Linked DNA regions of Sus scrofa: region 2 is linked to region 1. The links are chromatin contacts, called in public HiChIP or PLAC-seq maps. All regions are on one chromosome and are shown on one strand. Each heading gives the region's core, a stretch centred on a gene start, on an enhancer-like site or on the middle of the called end of the contact. The rest is flanking DNA. Distances are from core to core; before and after follow the strand shown.

Region 1 (5,192 bases), core at 1,828-4,327:
TCCACATCCTTAAGATGGAGCAGTAATATTATTTAACCTGTAGGATTAAAATATTCAAATGGTTAATACAGGTCAGGTGTATTAGTAAGTCTTTAAATAATACAGTTTCAGTGAATTATTATTTGTCACGTTTTTCTCGCTAACTCTACACACACACAGATTTTTTTTTTCTTTGCTTATTAGGGCTACACCTGTGGTATATGGAAGTTCCAGGCTAGTGGTCGAATCAATTGGAGCTGCACCTCCCAGCCTACACCACAGCCACAGGAATGCCAGATCCGAGCCTCGTCTGTGACCTACACCACACCTCATGGCAGTGCTGGGTCCTTAACCCACTGAGCGAGGCCAGGAATAGAACCCGCATCCTCATGGATGCTAGTTGTGTTTGTTACTGCTGAGTCACGGCAGGAACTCCAGAGTTTGACTTCTTTAGATTTCACATATATAAGTTGGATCATGTAGTATTTGCCTTTCTGTGTCTGGCTAATTTCCCTCCGCAAAATGTCCTCTAGGTTTATCCATGTAACAAATGGAAGATTTTCTTCTTTTATTAAGGCTGAGGAGTTTCCGTCGTGGCGCAGTGGTTAACGAATCCGACTAGGAACCATGAGGTTGCGGGTTCGATCCCTGGCCTTGCTCAGTGGGTTAAGGATCCAGCGTTGCCGTGAGCTGTGGTGTAGGTCGGCGGCTACAGCTCCGATTCGACTCCTAGCCTGGGAACCTCCATATGCCATGGGAGCAGCCCAAGAAATGGAAAAAAGACCAAAAAAAAAAAAAATGCTGAATAATAACATGTTCTATACACAACCCCCATTTTCTTTATCTATTTATCCATCCACAGGCACGTTGTTTCCATGTCTTGACTATTGTTAATAATGCTGCAGTGAACATGGAAATTCATATCTCCTCTTTGAGATAATGATTTCATTTCCTCTGGATGTATACCCAGTGGTAGGAATGCAGGTTCCTATGCTAGTTCTATTTAATTTTTTGAGGAAGCTGCATACTGTTTTCTACAGTGGCCGCACCAATTTACATCCCCACCAACAGTGTACAAGGGTGTCCTTTTCTCCACATCTTCGCCAGCATTTGTTCCTTCCTGTCTTTTCCGCAATCGCAATCCTGACAGGTGCGTGGCTGTATTTCCTTAGTGACGTTGGGCACCTTTTCTGTGTCCCTCTTGGCCATTTGTATGTCTTATTTGGAAAAGTGACTGGTCAGATCTTCTGCCCGTTTAAAAATCCTGCTTACTTTGCTATTGAATCCTATGAGGTAACTATAAACTCCTTAATTATATTAAACATTCTTTTTTTTTTTTTTTTTTTTTTTTTTTTTGCTTTTTAGGGCCACACCCATGGCACATGGAAGTTCCCAGGCTAGGGGTCTAATTGGAGCTACAGCTGCCAGCCTACTCCACAGCCACAGCCACATGGGATCCACTCTGCGTCTGCGACCTGCACCATAGCTCATAGCAACCCTGGATCCTTAACCCACTGAGTGAGGCAAGGGATCGAACCTGCAACCTCATAGTTCCTAGTTGGATTCATTTCTCCTGCCACAATGGGAAGTTCTATATTAAACATTCGTATTCCGAAGTTCTATTGTCCATCATTGGCTCTGGCCCTTCAATTAAGTTTTTTGGTTGAGCTTAAAGTTGAATTCGTTGTTGTTGTTTTAAAGATAAAATACTTATGGAGAGTTATTGGGAATAACTACTTCTCTTAAGAGGATATTCCAATGTAGATATTTTAGTTTGAATTGAACTGCTAGGATTGCAAAACTCTTGGCTTTTATTTTTAGTATTTTGTCTGCAGCTTGTGGCTTCGTTAGAAGTACACCAAACCTCATATATTTAAAGTATCCAGGAGTTCCCACTGTGGCACAACAGGATCCATGGTGTCTTGGGAGCACTGGGACGCAGGTTTGATCTCCAGCCTGGCACCATGGGTTAAGGATCCAGCATTGCCGCAGATGTGGCTTAGGTCACAGCTATAGCTCGGATCAGATCCCTGGCCCCAGAACCCCCATATGCCACGGGGCGGCAAAAAAAATTAATAAATAGGGTGTATAGTTTGATCAGCTTTTATATATGTATTTCCATTCCCCTCTGCTTCCTTGTGCCTCTTTGTAATTTTGTATTCTGACCTTTCCTCTCATCTCCTCACAATCCCTGATTGGTTTTCCATCCCTATAGAGCAGGTCATATTTTCTAGAATTTTTACAAAAGTGGAATCATACTGTGGGTATGTGTCCGTATACCTGTCTCCTTTCCCTGAGCATAGTGGTTTTGATATTCATGCATGTTAATGCTTATAGGGACAGTTGGTTCCTCTTTATCGTGAAGTAATATGTCATCATATGGGTATGTCCCTGTTCGTGTATCCATTCTCAGTTGTTTGGTTTGCTGGTGTTTGGCTCTGAACAACAAAACTGCTATGAACACTTGAGTAGAAATCTTGGTGTAGACATAAGGTTCTTTTCTCTCAGCTAACTATACAGAAGTAGCATGCTAGGGTTGAATGGTAGCTGTATAACCTTTAAGAAAATTGTTTTCCAAAGTGATGACACCATTTTGCATTCCCACCAGCTGTGTATGCGAGGCCAGCTCTTCCACATCTTCGCCAGCACTTGGTACAGTCAGTCTTTTTCATGTTTCCCTGCTGTTGGAAATAGCAGGGCACATCACCTTTGTTTAATTTCCCTAGTGGCTAATGATGTTAAACATCTTTTCTTGTGTTTATTGGCCATTTCTGGGAATTGTTTTGCGAAGTGTCTCTAATCAATTTCCTCATGAAATTACTTGTCTTTTTTTTTTTTTTTTTTTTTTTTGTCTTTTTAGGGCCACACTTGCAGCATATGGAGGTTCCCAGGCTAGGGGTCAATTTGGAGCTGTAGCCGCTGGCCTACGCCAGAGCCACAGCAATGAGGGATCCGAGCCATGTCTGCGATCTATGCCACAGCAGTGTTCCTGGGCCAGAGATCTAACTCTCACCACTGCAATAACCAGAGCCACAGCAGGATCCTTAATCTGCTGAGCCACAGGGGAACTCCCTGTCTTACTCTTTTTAAGTTGCAAAAGTTCTTTATATATTCTGAGTATAGTTCCTGTGTATGATGCAAGTGTTGCAAGTGTTTCCTCCCAGTCTGTGTCCTGCCTTTTTCTTTTCTTCTCTTTTCTTTTTCTTTTTATGGCCACCATCTGTGGCACATGGAGGTTCCCAGGCTAGGGTTGAATGGGAGCTGCAGCTGAGGCTCACGCCACAGCCGTGATCCGAGCCACAGCTTTCGGCAATGCCAGATCCTTTACCTGCTGAGCAAGGCCAAGGGATCGAACCCGCATTCTGACAGATGCTGTGTTGGGTTGTTAACCCTCTGAGCCACAATGAGAATGCCTGCCTTTTTGCTTTCTTAATGTCTTCTTTTGAAGATGCTAACATTTCATTTTGATGAAGCCCAATTGGGGGCATGCTGTCTCTCTTTTTTTGAAATAAATTATGCTTGTTTCTGTTCTGAGAAATTCTGGCCTTTCCCAAGATTACAAACATATTCTCCACTTCTTTGGAATTTTTAATGTAAAACTATATGGTTTTAAATTAAGGCCAAATTTAAATTTTAAATTTTGATCCATTTTAAATTAATTTTTGTGAATTTTATGAAGTAAGGGTCAGTGTTCTTTTTTTTCTCTCTCTTTCACCCTCCCTCCCCCCAAATGTGGATATCCAATTGCTCTGCTTTGGTTTGTTGAAAACTTTTTTCCTCCAATGATTTACCCTTGCAACTTTACCAAAAATGAATGCACCTAACATGTAAATCTATTTCTGAACTCTTCTTTTCCATTGATCTAGTATGTCTGCCTTTAAATCAGTCCCCAAAGGTCTCGATTATGTTGCTTTATAGTAAATCTTGAGATCAAGTAGGGTAAATCCTCCAATTTTGTTATTTTAAAAAGTTGCTGTGGGAGTTCCCTGGTGGCTCAGTGGGTTATGGACCTGGTGTTGTCACTGTTGTGGCTTGGGTTACTACTCTGGAGTGGGTTCAGTCCCTGGGCTGGAAACTTCTGTATGCTGGAGGCATGGTCAAAAAAGAAAAACTGCTGAGGATACTCCAGGTCCTTTGCCTTTCCATGTAAATCTCAATATCACCCTTCCAATTTGTAATAAAAAGCTTGGTGCAAATTTTGATCGGGATTGTGTTGAATATGTAGATGCATTTGGAGGGAATTGCCATTTTAGCAATATTGAATCTCTCTTCACCATAGTGTATCTCTCCATTTATTTAGGTCTTCAACTTTTTCAACAATCTTTTGTAGTTTTAGTAGCAAGACACTGGCTTTGGATGTCTTTCATTAAATTTGTACTCAGGGCTTTTACATATTTTTGGCACTATTGTAAATGGGATTGTTTGCCTTAAATTTCAGTTGCCAATTATTTGTTCCCAATATATAGGAATTCAATTATATATATATATATTTCCCTCCCCTTTTGGCCACACCCACAGCATGTGGATGTTACTGGGCCAGGGATTGAAATCTGAGCTGCAGCTGTAACCTACACCATAACAGTGGCAATGCCAGATCCTTTAACCCACTGAGCTGGTCTGGGGATCGAACCCATACCGCTTCAGCGACCCAAGCCTCTGCAGTTAGATTCTTTACCAACTGTGCCATAGCAGGAACACCCATATTTTTGAGTTTCAGTTCTGACTACTTTGTGGAGAATTTTTACATATGCTTTAGGATTCTGTTTTATAATTTTTGTAGGTAAATCTCAAAAGACATACGACTTATTGTCAATTTCAAAAAATAGGAAGATGAATTGAGAGGAAACACACTAAAATCTTTTGGAAGATTATCAAGCTTACCTGCATAAAATATTGAATGAGAAATAGTGGAAGAACAGAATAGCAGCTGCAGTTTCTAAAGGGAATTGGCAGTGAGAAGTAGTCTGCTTCTCAGCTGGGCTCACAGACCTCCAATTAAATATGGTGGTTTGACCACATGTGTCTTTCCTTCCCTGAAGGCTGCCGTAGTCATGTCGGGAGTATAAAAGATGTTAACTCCTAAGGAAAAAGATAACGGGAGAGAAGATAGTGACAAAGGATTCTGACAGTTTTGTTTTCAGGGCTGCATCCGAGGCATATAAAATTTCCCAGACTGTGTGTCAAATCAGAGCTGCAGGTACCGGCCTACACCA
Region 2 (5,192 bases), core at 1,666-4,165, 130 kb after region 1:
TTTGTTTCTGCTGAGCCAGGACGGGAATTCCATAGCCTGTAACCTTGAGCTTGTCACTTAACCTTTCTGAGCCTTCCCCTCTTTATCTGGAAAGTGACAACAGTAACAGTATTATCCTCCTGGGATCGTTGTGTAGGCAACTAAGGTTGCATATAACTGAAAAACAACTAGCATCAATGATAGAAGTTACAGATTATTATATTACAACATGAAAACACAGTAGCTAAAATTTAGATGGTGGCCGCCATGGGTCAGCAGAGCCTAGAATGTTTTCACACGGGCAGGATGGCGTGGCTTACGGAGTACAACGTAGTGTGTATCGGATAGGAAACTCGGCCCACGTAACAGCTCTCAGCTGTTAATTTCAGGTAATGCCGAGGTCATGGTTCATGCCAACAGTATATGTGGGCTTTAGGACTAATGATAATAATACCGAGGAATTAACGTGTTTGGAAGCAAACTGGAGCGTGAAAGCATGTGGACATTGTAATATATATTTATGCATGTATTTTTTTTAGGCACGTGGGAAAAAGCGCCAGATCGGCTGGTTCCCTGCTAATTACGTCAAACTTTTAAGCCCGGGGACGAGCAAAATCACTCCAACAGAGCCCCCCAAGCCGACGGCATTCCCAGCAGGTAAGTAGCTCACCCTGTGTGCTCAGAAGATGCCCCGCAGGTCGTGGCGGCCTTTCACTGTGCTCCTGAAGGAGCTTAGACTGTCTTTCACATCAGCTGGGAGCCCTTCTGGTACTTGCCGGGGCCGACACCCACTAATGGGGTATGGAATATGTTTTTCAAAAGGACCAAATGTCCGAGCGGCTTGGCTGTGCTGGGTACAACAGAGCCCTTGTTGGAGTCGGCTTCCGAAAGAGGCCCTGAGTGCTGTGGCACTGAAGCCAGAGTTTTCTCTTGATTTCCTTCCAGCTATTTAAATTGGGATTTGGGGTTGGGGTGCAAGGGGACAAAAAGGGCCTCCTATAAATAAATGGCCGGGGTCTGAACAGGTCAGGGGGGTGAGCAGGGAGGCCACGGGGGTCTGCTGGTCATAATGTGTTGCGCGCCCGAGACTGAAATAGCTGCCCTGTGGCATTTCCTGTGAACAGAGGGGCTTCGCTTAATGTGCAGGATGTTGCACTCGTTCTCCTAAGGACTCAAAGGGAACAGCCGGCCCTGCAGCTGAGCCGGGCGGCTCTTTTCTGATTGAAGAGACCAAATTAGATGCTTCAGGAACATCTGAGATGGGCGAGGTTCGGGGAGGCGACTTCTGCTTTAGGTCTTTAAGCCGTCAGTGCTCGGGTGGCATTTGTAGAAAAGGCAGCATTTTCATTCCAGGGCTTTGTGGTTCCATGTCTATGCTGTACCTCCCCAGTGACATCAGATTAAAACCTGGCCACACGGGCAAGAAATGAAAGGATCGGCCAACTTTGTGACTGACTCCCGACCCCAGCCAGGCCCCTTTGCTTGAGCCGTGGCCTCATGTGGGCAGAGGGGTATGGTGCCAGCCAGAGGGCCTCTCTCTCAGGGAGGCCTGGTGCGTCCCTTCATCAGATTGGTTGAAACCCACAGAAATCGCTTGCCGAGGTGAATGGATTAGCTGGAGAATTGTTAAAGCCCAAGCCTATATATAGGTTGGTTAGGAAAGATTAACTGGGGGTACAGCCTAACTAGGCAGACTGAAAACGTGAAAATGCCAGGGAATGAAAACAGTGTAACCTTCTATCGCTTTGAGGGAACTTGAGAAAAGAAAAATTGTTCTTTAATGTGGAAATCGTTTCTTTCTTTGAGACAAAATATTGAGACAGAAAGGTACAGCAGGATAAGAAACTGATTTTACTTTCAATTAAGAGTTCCCGTTGTGGTTCAGCAGTAGCGAACCCAACTAGTATCCATGAGGATGAGGATGCGGGTTCGATCCCCGGCCCTGATCAGGTGTTGCTGTGGGCTGTAGTGTAGGTCACAGACATGGCTCAGATCTGGCGTTGTGTGGTGTGGCCATGGTGTAGGCCGGCAGCTGCAGCTTTGATTTGACCCCTAGCCTGAGCACTTCCATATGCTGCAGGTGCAGCCCTTAAAAGAGAGAAAAGAGTTGAACTTAACACAGCATTGTAAATCAACTATACTTCAATTAAAAATAAAAGAGAGGAGTTCCCGTCGTGGTGCAGTGGTTAACGAATCCGACTAGGAACCATGAGGTTGCGGGTTCGGTCCCTGCCCCTGCTCAGTGGGTTAACGATCCGGCGTTGCCGTGAGCTGTGGTGTAGGTTACAGACGCGGCTCGGATCCCGAGTTGCTGTGGCTCTGGCGTAGGCCGGTGGCTACAGCTCCGATTCAACCCCTATCCTGGGAACCTCCCATATGCCGTGGGAGCGGCCCAAGAAATAGCAACAACAACGACAAAAAAAAAATAATAATAAAATAAATAAATAAATAAATAAAAGAGAGTGGAACTCCCATTGTAGCTCCATGGAAACGAATCCAACCAGTATCCATGAGGATGCAGGTTCCATCCCTGGCTTCATTCAGTGGGTTGGGATCTGGCGTAGCCGTGGGCTGTGGTGTAGGTCAAAGACGTGACTGGGATCCCTTGTTGCTGTGGCTGTGGTGTAGGCTGACAGCTACAGCTCCAATTCAGTCTCTGGCCTGGCAACTTCCATATGCCTCAGGTGTGGCCCTAGAAAGACCAAAAAATGCAGTAAAAGAGAGTGGAACTTTTTGGAAGTCAGGTGATAAACACCTTCCACCATAAGACAAACAGGAAAAAAAGAGCCACAGGAGAGTCCCAGGAGACACAGCTGCTTGTGAGGCGGGGCCAGTGTTCAGAGTCAGTATTTTAAAGGCGTCCGTCCCCCTGCACTCAGGCAGCAGTGATTCCATGGAAGCTCTCAGTCCTCGCTGTACACTTTGTGCTGACAAGACAAAACCTGAAAAGGGGAAGAGCCCATAGAAACAAGAAAGGCTTGGGCGGACGTTTCTGCCGTTGCCTCGGGTTTCTGTGTCCCCCCCACACACACACCTCCGCAGCCCCGTCTGCACAAAGCCCCTCGGTGTTCGGTGCCTTGGCGTGGTCCCATCCCGGAAAGGACCCAGAGGACCCAGGCGGGTACCTAGCGGTCCCGCGGGCGCGGGGGCGCAGCGCTCACCCGGCCTGTCTCCGCAGTGTGCCAGGTGATCGGGATGTACGACTACACCGCGCAGAACGACGACGAGCTGGCCTTCAACAAGGGCCAGGTCATCAACGTCCTCAACAAGGAAGACCCCGACTGGTGGAAGGGAGAAGTCCACGGCCAAGTGGGGCTCTTCCCGTCCAACTACGTGAAGCTGACCACAGACATGGACCCCAGCCAGCAATGTAAGTGCCCCCGGGGGCTCGCCTGCCTCTCCTCTCTGGTGTCACCCGGTCAAACATGCAGCATTGCTCTGATTCTGCCGAGCTTGGTTTGCAGAACTTGTAAAGTTCCCCCATTGCTGCATTCGCAACAGTCTCTTTGAAGACCTTCTGTGATGCAAGACTTGATCTCGTGGGGTTTTTGTTTTCGTTTTTTTGGTTTTTTTTTTTTTTCGTTGTTTGTTTTTTTAAATCATTCCTTCTGTAGCATGTCCCCTCCCTCCCCTCCCCCCCTTTCTCCTTTATTTTTTTTTTTCCCTTTTAATCATTTTGGCACCATGCTGTTTACATGCCTGACTCATTTTCCTAGCTTGAATTTTGCTCATTGTTTTGTTTTGCTTATGTGTTGTTTTCCTCCTTTTTCTAGGAATCATATGTTGTCCATCCCCCCCTCAGGCTTGAAAGTCCTCAAAGAGACCCACTATCCCATATCACTGCCCAGAGGGATGATGGGAGATGCAGCCTTGATCATGTGACTTCCAGCATGATCACCTACTGCCTTCTGAGTAGAAGAACTCACTGCAGAGCAGTTTACCTCATTTTACCTTAGTTGCATGTGATAGCAATGTTGAGTTATTACTTGCAGAGAAAGAAGCAAAAAAATTGCAAAAATACACAGGGTAGTGGGTCCTTTTGTGGCTTTCCTAGTGACTCAAATTGACTTCCCCCCACCTTGGCACAGGTGCTTTCAAGAGTTTTCACGTTATTTTTTAAATAAATCTTTCAGCCGTTCAAATCAATCAATCAATCAATAGATGACTTCTTTGCGCTTTTGGTTTTGCAAAAAGACCCACTATCAAGGAATGCTGCATGTGCTATTAAAAAATGTTCCAAATGTCCATAAATCTGAGACTTGATGTATTTTTTTTTTTTCATTTTTGTCCAGTGTTACCAACTAAATTGTGTAGTTTGGGTGTTGGCCGCCTAACGTAGAAGTACAGAGGAGTTCAGTATATCTGTTTTAAAGACATGTAGTACGAGGCCAATTAAACTTCAGAAGGTGTTTTGTGCTTGTTTGTGTGTATCAGATGTACTTTGTTGAGCATGTAATAATACATCCTGTACATAAGAAATTAGTTCTTTCCATGGCAAAAGCTTTTACCTTGTATGATGCTCTAATCATATTGCATTAATTTTATTTTGCACAGTGACCTTGTAGCCACACGCGAAAGCACCTGTGTTTTCGCTCGGTCTCAGATTTCTCTGGTTGAGTTGGTGTTTTCTGTTTGGGGTTTTCGATGTGGCGTGTTTTCATACCAGAAACCCATAGACCACACCATGGAGGTGGTTATCAATCACCAGTACCTACAATCGCGCCTTAGACTCTGTTACACGCAGTTTTATTCCAGTTGCTTTTCATGGAATGACCTATTTTGAACACGTAATTTTCTTGACAAGAAAGAATGTATAGGAGTCTCCTTGCAATTAATTTCCAATGTTTACATTTTTTAACTAGACTGTGGAATTTCTACAGATTAATATGAAATGGAGCTCACGGTCCGTGATGTGTGGGATGTGTTGTAGCCGAAGCCATGTTTGTCTTTTAAACACTAGTTGGAAGCTCTCAATAAAAACGCCGTTGCTGACAGCACAGAAAACAGGGCGCAGGGGGTGGGGGTGGGGGTAGGAGTGGGGGCGGGAGGGGAGCCTCAAGCACAATTTAGCAGGTCTACTAATGACTTTCTAACAGTGGTGATCTTCTGTTTCTCATCTCTCCCCTCGGGGATTCCGGGCTGGCGATTGTGTAGAGGTCCTTCTCCACTCCCGGGGCACAGAGAACGAGGGCGCCTCCTCGGTCCCTGGCGCT

The links. HiChIP or PLAC-seq counts read pairs in DNA pulled down with a chosen protein or histone mark.
Region 2: a contact with region 1 is called in an H3K27ac HiChIP or PLAC-seq map of alveolar macrophages. The contact joins two enhancer-like sites. A contact is called at or near these places in 1 of 47 Hi-C or Micro-C datasets (epiblast stem cells) and 1 of 2 datasets of contacts at active chromatin or transcription factors (alveolar macrophages).

The regions. Positions count from the first base shown.
Region 1 is chr13:197,309,349-197,314,540 of Sscrofa11.1, forward strand. The region is part of intron 1 of ITSN1 (intersectin-1); the gene reads left to right. Among named protein-coding and RNA genes, the nearest start is that of ITSN1, 10 kb to the left of the region's middle. Within about 2 kb of position 3,078, at least 2 of the 83 cell types and tissues checked have an H3K27ac peak or open chromatin away from gene starts, as enhancers often do. A contact at or near this core is called in alveolar macrophages, where this site is marked.
Region 2 is chr13:197,440,091-197,445,282 of Sscrofa11.1, forward strand. ITSN1 (intersectin-1) reads left to right here. Exons shown (of 42, transcript XM_021070946.1): 28 at 519-636; 29 at 3,158-3,349. Among named protein-coding and RNA genes, the nearest start is that of ATP5O, 77 kb to the right of the region's middle. Within about 2 kb of position 2,916, at least 11 of the 83 cell types and tissues checked have an H3K27ac peak or open chromatin away from gene starts, as enhancers often do. A contact at or near this core is called in alveolar macrophages, where this site is marked.